Regions from separate parts of the Mus musculus genome. Here region 1 is linked to region 2. The links are chromatin contacts, called in public Hi-C maps. All regions are on one chromosome and are shown on one strand. Each heading gives the region's core, a stretch centred on a gene start, on an enhancer-like site or on the middle of the called end of the contact. The rest is flanking DNA. Distances are from core to core; before and after follow the strand shown.

Region 1 (6,475 bases), core at 858-3,357, 550 kb before region 2:
AGAGCCTGTTTTCATCTTTCAGGTACATGCTTTTACAGGGGGCTAGAGAAATGGCTTAAGAGTGTTTGCTCTTCTTTGAAATGATCTGACATTGGTTCCAGCACCCACAGAGGTTCACAGCATCACACACACAGGTTTCAGAGCTATGCCTTTGCTGTATAGAATCTGTTCCCTCAGCTAGATTTATATCATGTGCAGCCATTCTATACTTCCATGTGGCATTCTACAGTAAAACTCACATCAGACTTCATACACACACACACAGCTCTTGTGCACTTCGACTAACTTGGATTGGTGGCTTAACGCCATGAAGTTTCCTAATAGGTTAATAACCAAAACTAGAAAAATAACAGGACATTCCTTACTATAATTTCCACTCAAACATGTAAAAGAACTAGAAGTTTCAGAGCAGTGATTAAATGCAGTAGTTTGGGCTGGGTAAGTAGTAATAACACATGCCTTTAAGCTCTGGGAGACAAGGAGAGCAGCACTGCTATGCTAATCAATCACAGGTTCAAAGCCAGCCTGGTCTCTATTGGTCTCAATTTCCAAGTCTGAAGCCAGGCATAGTTAGCAGGGGCAGGAAGATCTCAGTTCAAGGTCAGCCTGGGCTATAGAGAAATTCCAGGGCAGCCAGGACTACAGAGAAAAACCAGGATTTTCTGTCACACTGGATAGAATAACCAGCTGCCTCACTATCTGTTTATGCATAGCATCTAAGTCTTCCATGTATAGCTTTTTTGTTCTATAGTTTGTAAAAATTTTATTGAAGTCGGGTGTGGTGGTGCACGCCCAGCACTTGGGAGGCAGAGGCAAGGGGATTTCTGAGTTCCAGGCCAGCCAGAGATACACAGAAACAAAGATCTTCCAAAATCAAGCTTTATCATGAGGTGAATTGCCGTTTCCTAACACCCATACATCGGCTTACAAACTAGTCTGAGGTTAGTGCCACAAACATGGTGCTCATATAGACAAAACACCCTGTGCCTTCCCTAAAAGCCCCAGCTGTCCTGGTACTAAAGTATTCTGTGCTGGCCTTGAGCTGATTACTTAGCCTTTAATACTGGGATTTAAAGTCATTTTGCCCCCTAACCCAGCTTCTCCCTGGTTTTTAATACCTTCCTGGACGATTCCAGCTAAGATAGATGACTATCATCTTGGAGGTACTTGCCTAACTCACACAAGAAAAGGTTCAATCCCTAGTAACAGAAGTGTGTAGAGGGAAAGGCTAACCCTGAGAGCAAAGATGCCCAGCCTTAGTGATAATGAAATGAGTGTGGAGGTGAGTGAGCAGTGCAGGAAACAGACCAGTCAAATCATCACATCCAATCGGTATACGTTTTTATTGTTTATACTTCTTTGAAATTACATTCAACATGTTTTCCTTTTACTTAAAATATAAACCCTGATATAGCTCCTTAAAAGGCGGCATGCTTCATAGCTAAATGAAATGTTGCTCCCAGCCCCAGAATACATTCCAATGAAATATTACATATTTCTTACGGAATAGTGGGTTAGGTACCCAATTTCTCATCTCACTTCGTAATTTGTATGTGGATAGCTCTCCTATGTAGTCCTAAAACTTCCGATTCTGCAGTAATAAAAACTGATGTTATTACATTAGTCAAGAGAACAATACCTAAACCACCAGGGAAACAAAGCCAACCAACTGTCCACATGACACCACTGAGGTCTACTTGGCTGACTGGGAGCACTCTTACAGAACACCAGATGGTCTTCCCCACCCTCCGGAGAAATGCTGAGCACAGCACCCCTGTGGTTTGAATATATCGATTTACACTGAACTTTATCTTACAAGTACATTCCTGGTCTAGTGTGAGTATTCAGTATTATATACAGAATGCCTATGATCTGAGTGAACCAAGGCTAACTAATCTCACAGTAGAAGTGAATCACAGCAAAATAGACAACAAAAGAGAACAAAAACTTCAAACCACAAAGCCCACATTTATACTCTAGGGCTTCAGAACTGACTTCAAGATGCCAATTTGGAAGAAGTTGGTTTTCTTCTCTCTCTGAGCTCTGCATGTGCAGATTTCTGGAGGTTGGAGGCGTTTGTCTGATTTGAGTCCAGAAGATTAGCCTTTCCAAGAGGAGCTGCAACTATTGTGTTGTTCCCACGCCTATGCTGTCCCTTCAAAGGAAAGGCCCAAACTATTCATTCACATCTACATCCTCAAACCAGCAAGCAGCAGGCAAATGTTAATATGCTTTTGTTAAGTGAATGTCTTTCTTTTGCTGGGGCTACAAAGTCAAAACTTTGTAAGAAAACAGAACCACACATACAGAAACAGGTAGGCTGGGAATGATTCCGACCTACTTTAAACAGAAAAAGAGAATGGCATGTCATCCAGTGGTAACTGCTACTCAGCTCCTGCCAGGAGATGTCCACACAATGATCATCAGTCTAATTAGTGCTACGTCTTATTCACTATCCCGAGTTTCTGCAATACTATCATTTAACAGCTCTGAACCAACCATTTTCCTGGCCAACGAAAACAGGTCCATAAGCCAGGTGTAGTTACCAGAGTTCAACCTCCACCTCAACCTGTTGTTTCTTTTCAGCCCAGGCATAAGTAACAATTCTTGCTTCTTCCAACTGGCTAAGAGAGCAAATTTCAAACAATGGGACTCATCAAAACCTTCAAAGAAAATGTGATGCCAGGAAATTAGGAGTCCTAATGTAAACTGGGAAAACTGAAACCTCTGCCCACCAGGCCACTGTGGGTAATGTGTAAGGCATCAGCTATGACTAGGAGCAGCTCTGGCTTTCAGGATGGAATGCTGAGTGGTGAATGGTTAACTTCAAGTCCTGTCAAGTCTGCTTTTTTAAAGTGAGAACTGTCTTAGCCATGGACAAAGATGTACTCAGGCCAAGAATTGTAACAACTGCTGTTAGAGAGTTTAAAATTTCACAGTATCAGGTAGGGCCATTAGCAATTTTATTCTAAACTTTACATTTGTTAACAAAATGCATTTATTTGGAAGGATCCAGTTATCAGTTGTCAAAAGCTCTTATATGTTGAAAATATAATTTTAATAGATAATTCTATTAAATTCTATTCTAACACAATAAAATAGTCTGCATTCAAAAGAGAAAAAAAACTTAAGTTATGAAGAAATCCATAACCTTGCATGAAGATTATGGAGATGAAGATTTCTGACCATAAGGTTAGCATTTACATGTATACGACTTTAAAATAGCAAGAATCAGAAATTCCATGTAGAAAATGTGGAAAGGGATTGTTTTACACAGGAAAAAAAACAACTACTAAGAGCAAATTAAAGGATAAAAGGAATAGCTGGGCACAGTGGCCTTTGATCCTAGAAGAGGCAGCCAGATCTCTGGGTTGAAGGCCAGCCTGGTCTGTAATAGTGAGTTCCAGGACAGCCAGGGCTACATAGCAAATGCACAGGAACTGAAGAGCCAATGACACCACTTGCCGGGTTCATTAGGTCTGCAGGAGGACTCAAAACTGCCTCAGCAAAATCAAATAACTAGAGTTTTCCTAATAGCACAAACCAATGGTCATATAGTGTTCAGACAAGAACCAAGAGAAGTCATAACCTACACCTGAAGCTCAAATGCCATATGTGACATGCAACTGCCCTCTTCACTGTGACTGCTGAGTATGGTCAACTTTCAAACATGGCAAGGACACCAAGGATCACCTAATTGAATCAGGTAATATTTATTTCAAATTTCTAGGAGGCTTAAGAAAAAAAAGAGATATTGATGCTTCATGCATGCTCAGAGCCAGTTTATAAATACTCACTCAGTAGAATCCTAACACAGATCTGCATCAATGAAACAAACTGGTAAAATTCTCCTCTTGCCAATTTGTCAGATGGAGAGGACTAAAACAGAATGTCCCATCCATTTTAATTTTAAATACGATTGTCACATCGGGAAAGCGAAATAAACACAGTAAAATAAACTGTACAAAGGCAAAGTAGAATAACAAAAAATATTTTACTAAAACATAAGATTTACAGAAGTTTCCAGACAAGCCATACAAAATGGTCACAAGCTTTTTCTTCGTCTTTTCGGGGTGGGGGTGGGGGTGGAGAATCTACACTTGACAGCAAAGTCACAATGTTATTAGTGAGGGCTGTGATGTTTATTTAATGTTCCCATTTTGGTTCAGACAATCAAGCTTGTCCATCTACAGCGTCTAAAGTTAGACTTGGCTAGAGAGCATATTCTAAAAAAACTGGTTAGCTGCATTTAACCACTGCAATTAGATCCTTTAAGAGGGGGGAGGGGGAAGGGGGCCATAAAATTAAAATAAAACTACTTTCCCCCTAAAAATAAAATAACACCCATACCCCTGGCAGCTAACCCTGACAACTACCTTCATTCACAGTGCCTTGTACTTTAACCATGATGGGGAAGGAGTCAAAGCAGAGAGTCCTGCTTCTCAGCATCTCTCAGCAACCCGGATGGTACTTCTAGCCTCTGCTCATGCTTTACAACAGTGAATCAGGACAAGACAGATTTGCTAATGTGCATGTAATCACCAAAGATGAAGATGCCTGGGCTTTTATTCTGTAATGTTTCTAAGACTGTGTCCATTAAATGCAAACAAAAAAAGGAAGAAGTCTTGGCAGAACAGGAGAAGTGGTGTACACTCGATGATCTGATCGACTTAAATATTGTTCATGGCATATAGCCTAGTCCATGCTCTCGCTGTAGACAAAAAACAAATATGCAGCTGTTAGTTTCTTTCCAAACAAGATAGATACCATCTCCTATAAACTGGATCAGACCAGTTTTCTGAATACCTTACTACCAAAACAGTGCAACTAATTAGGGGTTTTGTTTTCTAAGAATCTCACTATATAGACTAGACTAGCTTCAAACCTTTCATAAAATTCAACAGATAGAAAACGTTCTTTCATTTTTGAATAGATGATATGTTTATAGCAGGAAGAAGTTTGTTGATTCTATAAATGGCTATATCCTTTAAGTGGACCATAAAAAAAGAACAGTTTCCAAGTTTTCTAGTATCTTCACATACTGCCAATACAGTAGTCATTATAGTATATACATGTGGTTAAACACTGCAAAATCTCCTTCACAGAATATTTTTAAATGTAAGCTTGTAAATAAAACATCAAATGGTAAGGGACCTAGCTTGAAAAGCAGAGCAGGTGAAAGAAAGAGAATAGATATTAAGTACCTGTTTCTATGGCTTGGGCTTCGTTGGTCTTCCATTGCTCGGCTACATCATTTGCTAATGGATCATCTGGATTAGGAGCACTTAACAAAGCCTGGATTGATAGCAGAACTGTGCGGATCTGCAGTGCTGGGGACCACTTATCTATGAAGGTAACAGGCCCAGTATATGATAAAGCATGGACAACAGGCCCAGAACTGCTGCACTTCCCTCCCACACACTCTGGGGCTGTTAGCATACAGTGAGATTCCAATGCTTACATTCTAAATGTAGAATGCTTAGGACAAAAAGGACACGTTAATAAAGCACAGGGTGACAAACAACACTTACCTTTCAAAATATCTAAACATATTCTTCCCAACTTGTCTACATTAGGATGATAAATTTTGGTCATGAAACGTACTTTAGGTGCTGCCATTGGGTATTCTTCTGGAAGGAATAGTTCAAGTTTAAAAGTCCCTCCCTCAAAGGGGGAATCCTGGGGGCCAGCAATGACCACATGAAAATAACGGGCGTTGCTCTCATCTGGTTCTGCTTTAATGCCAGGAACTGGTTCTGCCAGCAAACGCTGGGTTTCCTACAACAGAAAAACAAGCATACCTGTGAAACAAATGTCATTTCACTAGACACCAAAATTAAAATTAGGAAGTTCGTCTTTTGAAATTAAATATAACACAATCTCCCAATGGCATAATTTTCACATAAAACGTGAAACTCTTCTTTGAGTTCTTTTAAGAATTTCTTTGACCTCTGCATCATGCCATAATAATGCACACACCCAAAACAATAATAAAAGGCTTTATGGCAGGTATGATGGGATACACCTTTAATCCCAGCAGAGGCCTACATAGTGAGTTCCAGGACAGTCAAGCAGCCAGGGCTATATAGGAAAACCCTGTTTCCAACCAACCAGCCAACCAACCAACACCAGACCATTCATGTAACAACAACCAACTGAATATAACTGCAGGACATTATCACATTCTAGATTGGATTAATAAAACCAATTTTTATGCTCACATAAAAGGAAAAGAAAAATGACACCAGGGTTGCTACAATAGGCAAAGCAACCTGCTCTAAATTATATTTAAAACCAAGTCACTGGGCAGGAGAGATGGCACAGTGATTAAGAACACTGACTAGTCTTCCAAAGGTCCTGCGTTCAATTCCCAGCAACCACATGGCTCACAACCATCTGTAATGGGATCTGATGCCCACTTCTGATGTATCTAAAGCTACAGTGTACTTATACACATAAAATAAATAAATCTTAA
Region 2 (6,927 bases), core at 474-2,973:
TTTGTTAAGTTTGCAACCCAAGAGGGAGGGGAGGCAGAAAAGAGTCCTGGCTGAGGTTCAGGTAAGGCTTGTTGTCATCCCCACCCCCACCCCATTCTGCCTCTCCTCTCTGGCTGTCATCTCAGGCATAGCTCACTCTTATCCCTACAAATATCTCTTCAGTTATCTCCTTTCCCACAAGTTACTTCACCCAAACCAGCAAGCCAGCCCGCTTTCCCAAGCCAGGTCCCTGGCATCCAGAATGTGCCTAATAAAAACACATGTTGTAAAACTAAATGAATGAATGAATGACTTTTTTTCATGCAAAGAAGAACGAGCAAATCAAATGGGGGAGGGGCCGGAGGCTCCCAGATTTTAAAAGAATGTATTGCATTGATAGATTAGATTTTCTCTCTCTCTCTCTCTCTCTCTCTCTCTCTCTCTCTCTCTCTCTCTCTCTCTCTCTCTCTCTGTGTGTGTGTGTGTGTGTGTGTGTGTGTGTGTGTGTATGAAGCCCGGCAGGACTCTCCATTCCGAACAAGCTTTCTTTAACTGGTTTCTCAGTGGGGTAACCTCTCATTTCCCAGGAGCACCAAGAAAGGCAAATCAATATTCACTTAAGATAGCAATGTGCCCTAGAACCACAGGGGCCAAAGGGGTAGAACATCTCAAGACCGCGTCCAAGGTCAAACATAAGTGTGTCCGGAATTATCTCAGTGTAATGAGCCAGCTGGCCCCTGGTGCTTCACAAGACGGCTGGGTAAAGATTCGGGCTGGCCTCAGGCCTTGGCCCAGCAGGGAGCTGAGACGGGGGAAGGGCGCCCTCTGCCGAGGGTGAAGAAAAATACAACCTGGCAGTTGGTGAGCCCTATGCCTAGATTTCACTTCTAGAGGGCCATTTAAAACAAAAAACAAAAAAAACCTCAACCAGAGATCAAGCCAAGGAGCTGTTCCTCACAAGCCCTCTCTTAGCCCCTTCCCTTCAGCCCGGTGGCTAATTGCAGTCCTTGATCCCAAGGAGACAGTGTCCCCCCACTCCTGAGGCCTTCGTTTCTAAGAAAAAGACGGCCGATTATTACTTTTTTTGTTCCCTATTACCTTCCTCATCTTGGGCTCTAGAGCTCCGGAGCTAGGGGTCTTGGTCCTGAGAAAGATCTCAGACACTTTTGAGTAGGAGGGAACTCAGACACACCCTAAAGCCACACACACACACACACACACACACACACACACACACACACACACACACGTCAGTTGCCTGTCTATAAAACTGCGAGGCTGTATTCGACAGTCGGGAGGTTCCAACTCTCGTGGTGCCTGCCTGGTGTCCTATTTTAGACCCAGAATGCGTCCGTCCGCAGAGAGAGAACAGCGGCTAATGAGGGATCGTGAACCAACAGAAACAATGGCTGGGGACCACCTAAGCACTTTCCTCCCCCAGGGAAGGTAGAAATGGCTTTCTAAGGACCTGCGTCTCTTTATTGAATCTTGAGTGACACCTAGTGGTCCACCCGCCTCACCGTTGCCGAGGCTTCTGCTCAGAGGAGCTTTAAGTAAACTGGAGCTCATCTTTGCCTTCAAAGACCTGGGGAATCAAAGACAGCCTCGCTGAAGGTTTCTAGCACTTCCCCGCAAGCATTGTCCTACGTGATTCCGAAAGAAACGCTCTTATCTGGAGAGCTTGCTCAACTGGCACATCGTTCTAGCAGCGAATGTGTTAAGCTAGACGCTCTCCTAGGTACTGGGAACACAGATGTCCCAGTCTAGGCTCCTGCTCTCTAGAAACAGCCTAGGTTGGTGCAGAAAATGGACCCGGGTTTGGGGGAGTGTTTTATTTAAAAAACACCATAGTCCACTGGAAAAATGGAGTGTGTGTGTGTGATTTGTGGATGGAGGAGAGCAGTCACCACTTGAGCTGGGTCCTGGAGGTCAAGTAGCGTGACAGAATAAAAGTGGATTGACAGCCCACAATGTACACATCCTTCCACTCCGTTGTTCAAACAATGAACTTGAGGGCTGCTGGGAAGAGAATCTGTGGGTGTGGTTAAGATCCCCGGGTCTGCCAATCTTAAAAATCTAAAGCTTGTCCAAGGCAGGCCTCGCCCAATCAGCTGAACACTTTAAAGGGACTGGAATGTTCCTGGCAGAAGAGATTGGAGACTCAAAAGGACTCTTGTGGAGTTTTCTCTGATTGGTTGTTCATTAGGAATTTGGCTAGCCGGGAGAGAGCTGAGAGCCAAACTGTGAGAAAGTGAGTTCTGACAGTGGCCAGGGCGCTGGGAGAGAAGCCAAAGCTTGCTTTGCGAAAAACCAAGTCCCAGCTGACGCCTGAGTTTAGCTTTGCAACACCACAGAGAGAGGACTCAGGCTGTCTGTGCTGGTCTATAAAACTATGATTAACCAATTGGAGGGGATTTAAGCTGATAGCTATGCAATGTGTTCAGAAGCCACAGAAAAATGGAGGGGGTTGGCCACTTGGAGAACAAAAGCCATCTGGCCAGCAGGACCATGCAGGCAGACGACAAAGGAAAACGTAGCATTGAGAACAGGCTTTGGATGGGAGGCACAGTGTCCTTGGACAGACTGATGGCTCCCTGTACCCCTGTGTTCACAGCGTAAAATGGAGTCGTCAGTGGTTTAAACCTAGAGTTAGTGGTGTGCCTGCATAGACAGGGCTCGATACAGCTCAGGAACTATCAAGTGGTCAGAAGATGTTAGGCAACTCTAGTTGTAGCTCTTAATCCACAGACAAAGCACTGGGCTGAGAGGCCTTGGTCATGGGTTGGTTTTTTGTTTTGTTTTGTTTTGTTTTGTTTACTGGGATAGGGGGCATCTAAGACTATATATCCCTGACCCTACCTTTGTTCTTACTAAATCAGACTCTATAAGTAAGGCCCAAGGACCTGAACTCACAAAGAGCTTCCAGAACGAGAGGGTGTAACTGCACCATTGCAGTAGTTATACATCAGTAAGCAGCTGGTAGAATACAGAAAAGGCAGTAAGGGCAGGGTGTGCACATGACAGGCTTTGAGGGAGCACCGCACCGTCTAAAGGGGTGAACAGGTCACCAGAGAATGTGCTGGGATCATTCTGAGAGGTGGGTGGGGATGGGGATAATGAGTGGTGTTGTTGGGTTGTGAGAGTCCAGGAATCTTGTGGGCGTGCAGCTGGAACACCATATAGGCAGAAACACTCGAATTCAGGAACCATACTGGGACCGGAATTACAATGTGCGTGAGCACATGATGTCATAGGTGTGGAGAACAGAACTGAAAACATGTGGGCGGAGGTGTGGGCCTCTCTGGAACTGAGAACAAGCCATCAGGAAGACAGGAAAGGTGCTGAGTGGGACATGGGCCAAGGGAGACACTGGTCACCAGTGTCCCTGGCCTTGGAAGATTCCAAAGGGACAAAGTCTGGGAGCTGCTCCATCAATGGCAAGGTCTGCAGCACTCACAGACTATGGCTTGGGAATGGACAGGAAGCAAGAGATGGGTTGTGCTCTTTGGCTTCAGAAGCGAAAAGGGAAAACAGGGTAGAAGCTAGAAATGGGTACACCCTCACCCTGCACCAATTCCGTTGATGTGAACCTAGACACACCATCCATAAACACGGCTGTGGCAGGCCGCCAAGAACCTGCTAACCTTGAACTGCATAGGGCAAGAAGCATAAGGCTCTAAGGAAAGAATGGTTACCTGGTTGCCAGGCCAAGTGTGCAGTTATGCTCCAAAGTGTGCCACAGAGTTCAGGAGGTAAAAAACGACAACTGGGCAGGGGACCTTCTCTCTGGGGACATGAGTGCTGGCTGGCCAAAGGACACTGAGTTGCAGAAGTCCTAGCTAGGGTGAAAGAGCACAAATTCTGTGAGGACCAACTGTATGCTCTGGGGAAAGCTACTTTAGCACTCTCTACTCCAAGAGCTCATCCATTCAGTGGAAACAATAGCCAGACTTCCCCAGGGCCACTCCCTGGGAGAGCCCCCTCAGTGGTGGTTCACAGTGAGGGCTAACACATGGCAGCGGGCCTGAAGAGTGTTTGTATTTTATAAGTCAGACAACGGCAGATCGGCCAGAACCCCCTAGAAATCTCACACAAAACAAGCTGAAGGCCTTGACTATGATCCACGAGGCCACCTGCCACTGTCTTCTCTTAGTCCCTCTCCCTGGGTCCTCACCCCTCCAGCATGGTTGTCCTCATGATGGATGGGTGTGGATCATCAGACACATGGAGCTTTACCCCCGAGACCATGTCCAGGCAGCTACCACCGAGCTTTCTTCTCTGTAGATGTATGTAAGGTGAATGTATGAGAACTTTCTGGAACTTTGGAATGGACACCATTGCCCCACACATCTGTTCAGCTGATGCCTAGACACAGAGAGCAGAACTTAATTTCTAAAGTGAAATTCAGTAGCTAAGGCAAGCACGGCCCCTCTGCTCAAAGAGGAAAGGATTCAGAGCTGAAATGCTGGAACCACACCGCCTAGTTCCAAACCCTGGCTTGGACACCACTCACGTAAGGTCTCTGTGTTGTTCCTCTCCTCATGCAAGACAGGAATAATAGTGATACCTACCTATCTCATAAGGGTTATGAAGATGTATATGTGAATGCACACACATATACACACACATACACACCACACACACACACACACCACATGCCACGCTGCACACCATACCACATACAAACATATACACCACACACACATACACACACCACACACACACATATATATACACACCACACCACACACATATACACATACATATACACATACATACACACACTACACCATACACACACTATACCATATACACACACAGACACCACATGCCATACTGAACATCAGACACACACTATACCATACACACACACAGACACCACATGCCACACTGAACATCACACACACACATATATACATACACACACACACATAGACAAAGGGAGAAAGGGAGGAAGAGAAGGAGAGGGAGAAAGAGAGACAGTGCTGGGTATATGACAAAAAAACCAACAAACAAAACCAGCCTAAGGGCCAACAACATATTCTGCGTGGGAATGCACCAGTCTAGCTGCCCTTTTCATAGGCACTGGTGGAGAACATGGCATCAAGTGCCGAATACATGGTCACTCGCCATCCGCAGCAGCAGCCTGTGTCCGTGCCTGTGTTTATCCCCGACCTGAAGCACCATGGAGTGATACAAAAACATGGGCTTTTATAAGAGGAAATCCTGAGTGTGGGCAGCCCCTGTTCTTCATACTAGGCAGTGACCCCTATCCGTTCTCTTCTAAGGATGTTTGCTAATAACTGTCTCTGAAGAGCTAATACATAATCCTGCCCACACGGTGTTCATGAACACCGGAGCTTCACAGACAATCAGTTCCTGAGAGTGTAGGGTGGAACCGGCATTACTATTGCAACAGGCAGGGTCCTCTGAAGAAACAGAACTGAGCGTGTGTGTGTGTGTGTGTGTGTGTGTGTGTGTGTGTGTGTGTGTGTGTGTGTAAAATGTGGACTGGTAGTCCAACAAGTCTGTCTCACACTGGAGAGGCCAAGTACCTTGTAGTTATGTCTTTGAAGCTGGGTACCTCAATAACCCTAGTCCGGTGCTCCTCTAGAGGACTGGAGGAGTCCTGGAGAGCCTTAGGTCTAAGTTAGAATGCCAGTGACATTAGTTTTAATAGCAGGAGTTTTAATAGTTGGACAGCAACAGGATAGATGAACTTGTCAGCCAGCCTGAGGGCAAGCAGGCACGAACCCTTTTCCTTTTTCCACATCCTTTGGTCTGGGCTGTCACCAGAAGGCTGGGTCTTCCTCCTTCTGATAATCAAGAAAATTCCTCACCAGAGTGCCCAACATCTTGGGTTTTAGCTGATTCCAGAAGCTGTCAACTTGACAGCTGAGGTTGGCCCTCAGAACTGCCGTAGGAAAAGTGAACCCTCGAAGCATAGCTTTATGTCTTTGGACGACTCTGGAATTGCTAGAAGTTGGAGTAAAACCAGAACCAAGAGACAACAAGTTACCCAGACTTCTGGCAAGTCAGAGAGTTTGAGTCCAGGTTGAGTGACTAGACTACTAAGTGTGCCTCACAAATGGCTTCCTCGAGGAACTGCTGTCAGCAGTTGAGTGTGATATTGGGCGAATGAGTGTTCAATTGCATGAGGGATAATCTATCACTCTCTATCGAGAAATCCAGGCACTCGATCTTTTTTGACAGGCAGCACGTATATTCTATTGCCAGGAAGGAAGGCAGTTGTCAAATTCCTAATTTTTCCCTTTGAAAAATTAACATTTAGCTCAAATGTGAGAGCTGGGGGAACACACAAGACCTTAATTACAAAGTGCAATTCAAGATCTGTACTAATTAATAAGCTGATGAAAAATTCATTGAAATTCAGAGAAAGAATCAAGGGACGGGGAAAAGGAGCCGGCCAGGGTTAACATGGCGTTCTATAAAATGTTTAAGTCTATCGAAATAAGCAGCCACCCCTCTGTCGTAATTACAATTTAATCACTTGTGTGATTGTTTCATCTGTAAAACTTGGTTTGCACGTCAAAAGATGTACAGAGAATATTTCTTTAAATTTTGTAGTTTCTCACAGCAATATTACACCAGATTAAAAGCTTTAAAGACCAGCTTAGATACATAAAATATTGTTTGTTTGTTTGTTTGTTTGTTTGGGACAGTGTCTAGCTAGCCTGGGTACCCTGAAACCCACTATAGCCCTAGGTAGCCCAAAATTCACCTTGAACTTGTAAAAATTCTCCTGCCTCTGCCTCCCAGGGGGTGACAGGTGTGTCTAGGTTCTAGGCTCAGCTATATCTTTAAATGTAAGGGAACCCACTGGAACCCTGATGTTGCTGTTCACTAGCTGTGACCTCCAACTATCCAGATAGTCCCTTAGGGCAGCAGTTCTCAACCTGTGGGTTGCAACCCCTATGGCAAACCTCT

Evidence for each region. A called contact is a pair of places that touch in the nucleus more often than the background predicts.
Region 1: a Hi-C map of the C2C12 cell line shows a contact between it and region 2, with 3 times the contacts expected there. The contact joins two enhancer-like sites. A contact is called at or near these places in 7 of 39 promoter capture datasets (the 3T3-L1 cell line, hippocampal neurons, liver and 2 more), 4 of 15 datasets of contacts at CTCF or cohesin (the NIH/3T3 cell line, embryonic stem cells, large pre-B cells and 1 more), 31 of 484 Hi-C or Micro-C datasets (the AML12 cell line, B cells, the Ba/F3 cell line and 21 more), 4 of 115 datasets of contacts at active chromatin or transcription factors (astrocytes, bone marrow-derived macrophages, craniofacial prominence and 1 more) and 1 of 9 other capture datasets (embryonic stem cells).

The regions. Positions count from the first base shown.
Region 1 is chr10:95,540,508-95,546,982 of GRCm38.p6, reverse strand. Ube2n (ubiquitin-conjugating enzyme E2N) reads right to left here. Exons shown (of 4, transcript NM_080560.3): 2 at 5,532-5,778; 3 at 5,205-5,345; 4 at 1,325-4,711. The coding sequence ends at 4,671. Among named protein-coding and RNA genes, the nearest start is that of Mir3058, 16 kb to the left of the region's middle. Within about 2 kb of position 2,107, at least 40 of the 459 cell types and tissues checked have an H3K27ac peak or open chromatin away from gene starts, as enhancers often do. A contact at or near this core is called in the C2C12 cell line, cortical neurons and liver, where this site is marked.
Region 2 is chr10:94,986,202-94,993,128 of GRCm38.p6, reverse strand. No RefSeq gene overlaps it. Among named protein-coding and RNA genes, the nearest start is that of Gm40744, 28 kb to the right of the region's middle. Within about 2 kb of position 1,723, at least 149 of the 459 cell types and tissues checked have an H3K27ac peak or open chromatin away from gene starts, as enhancers often do. A contact at or near this core is called in the C2C12 cell line, cortical neurons and liver, where this site is marked.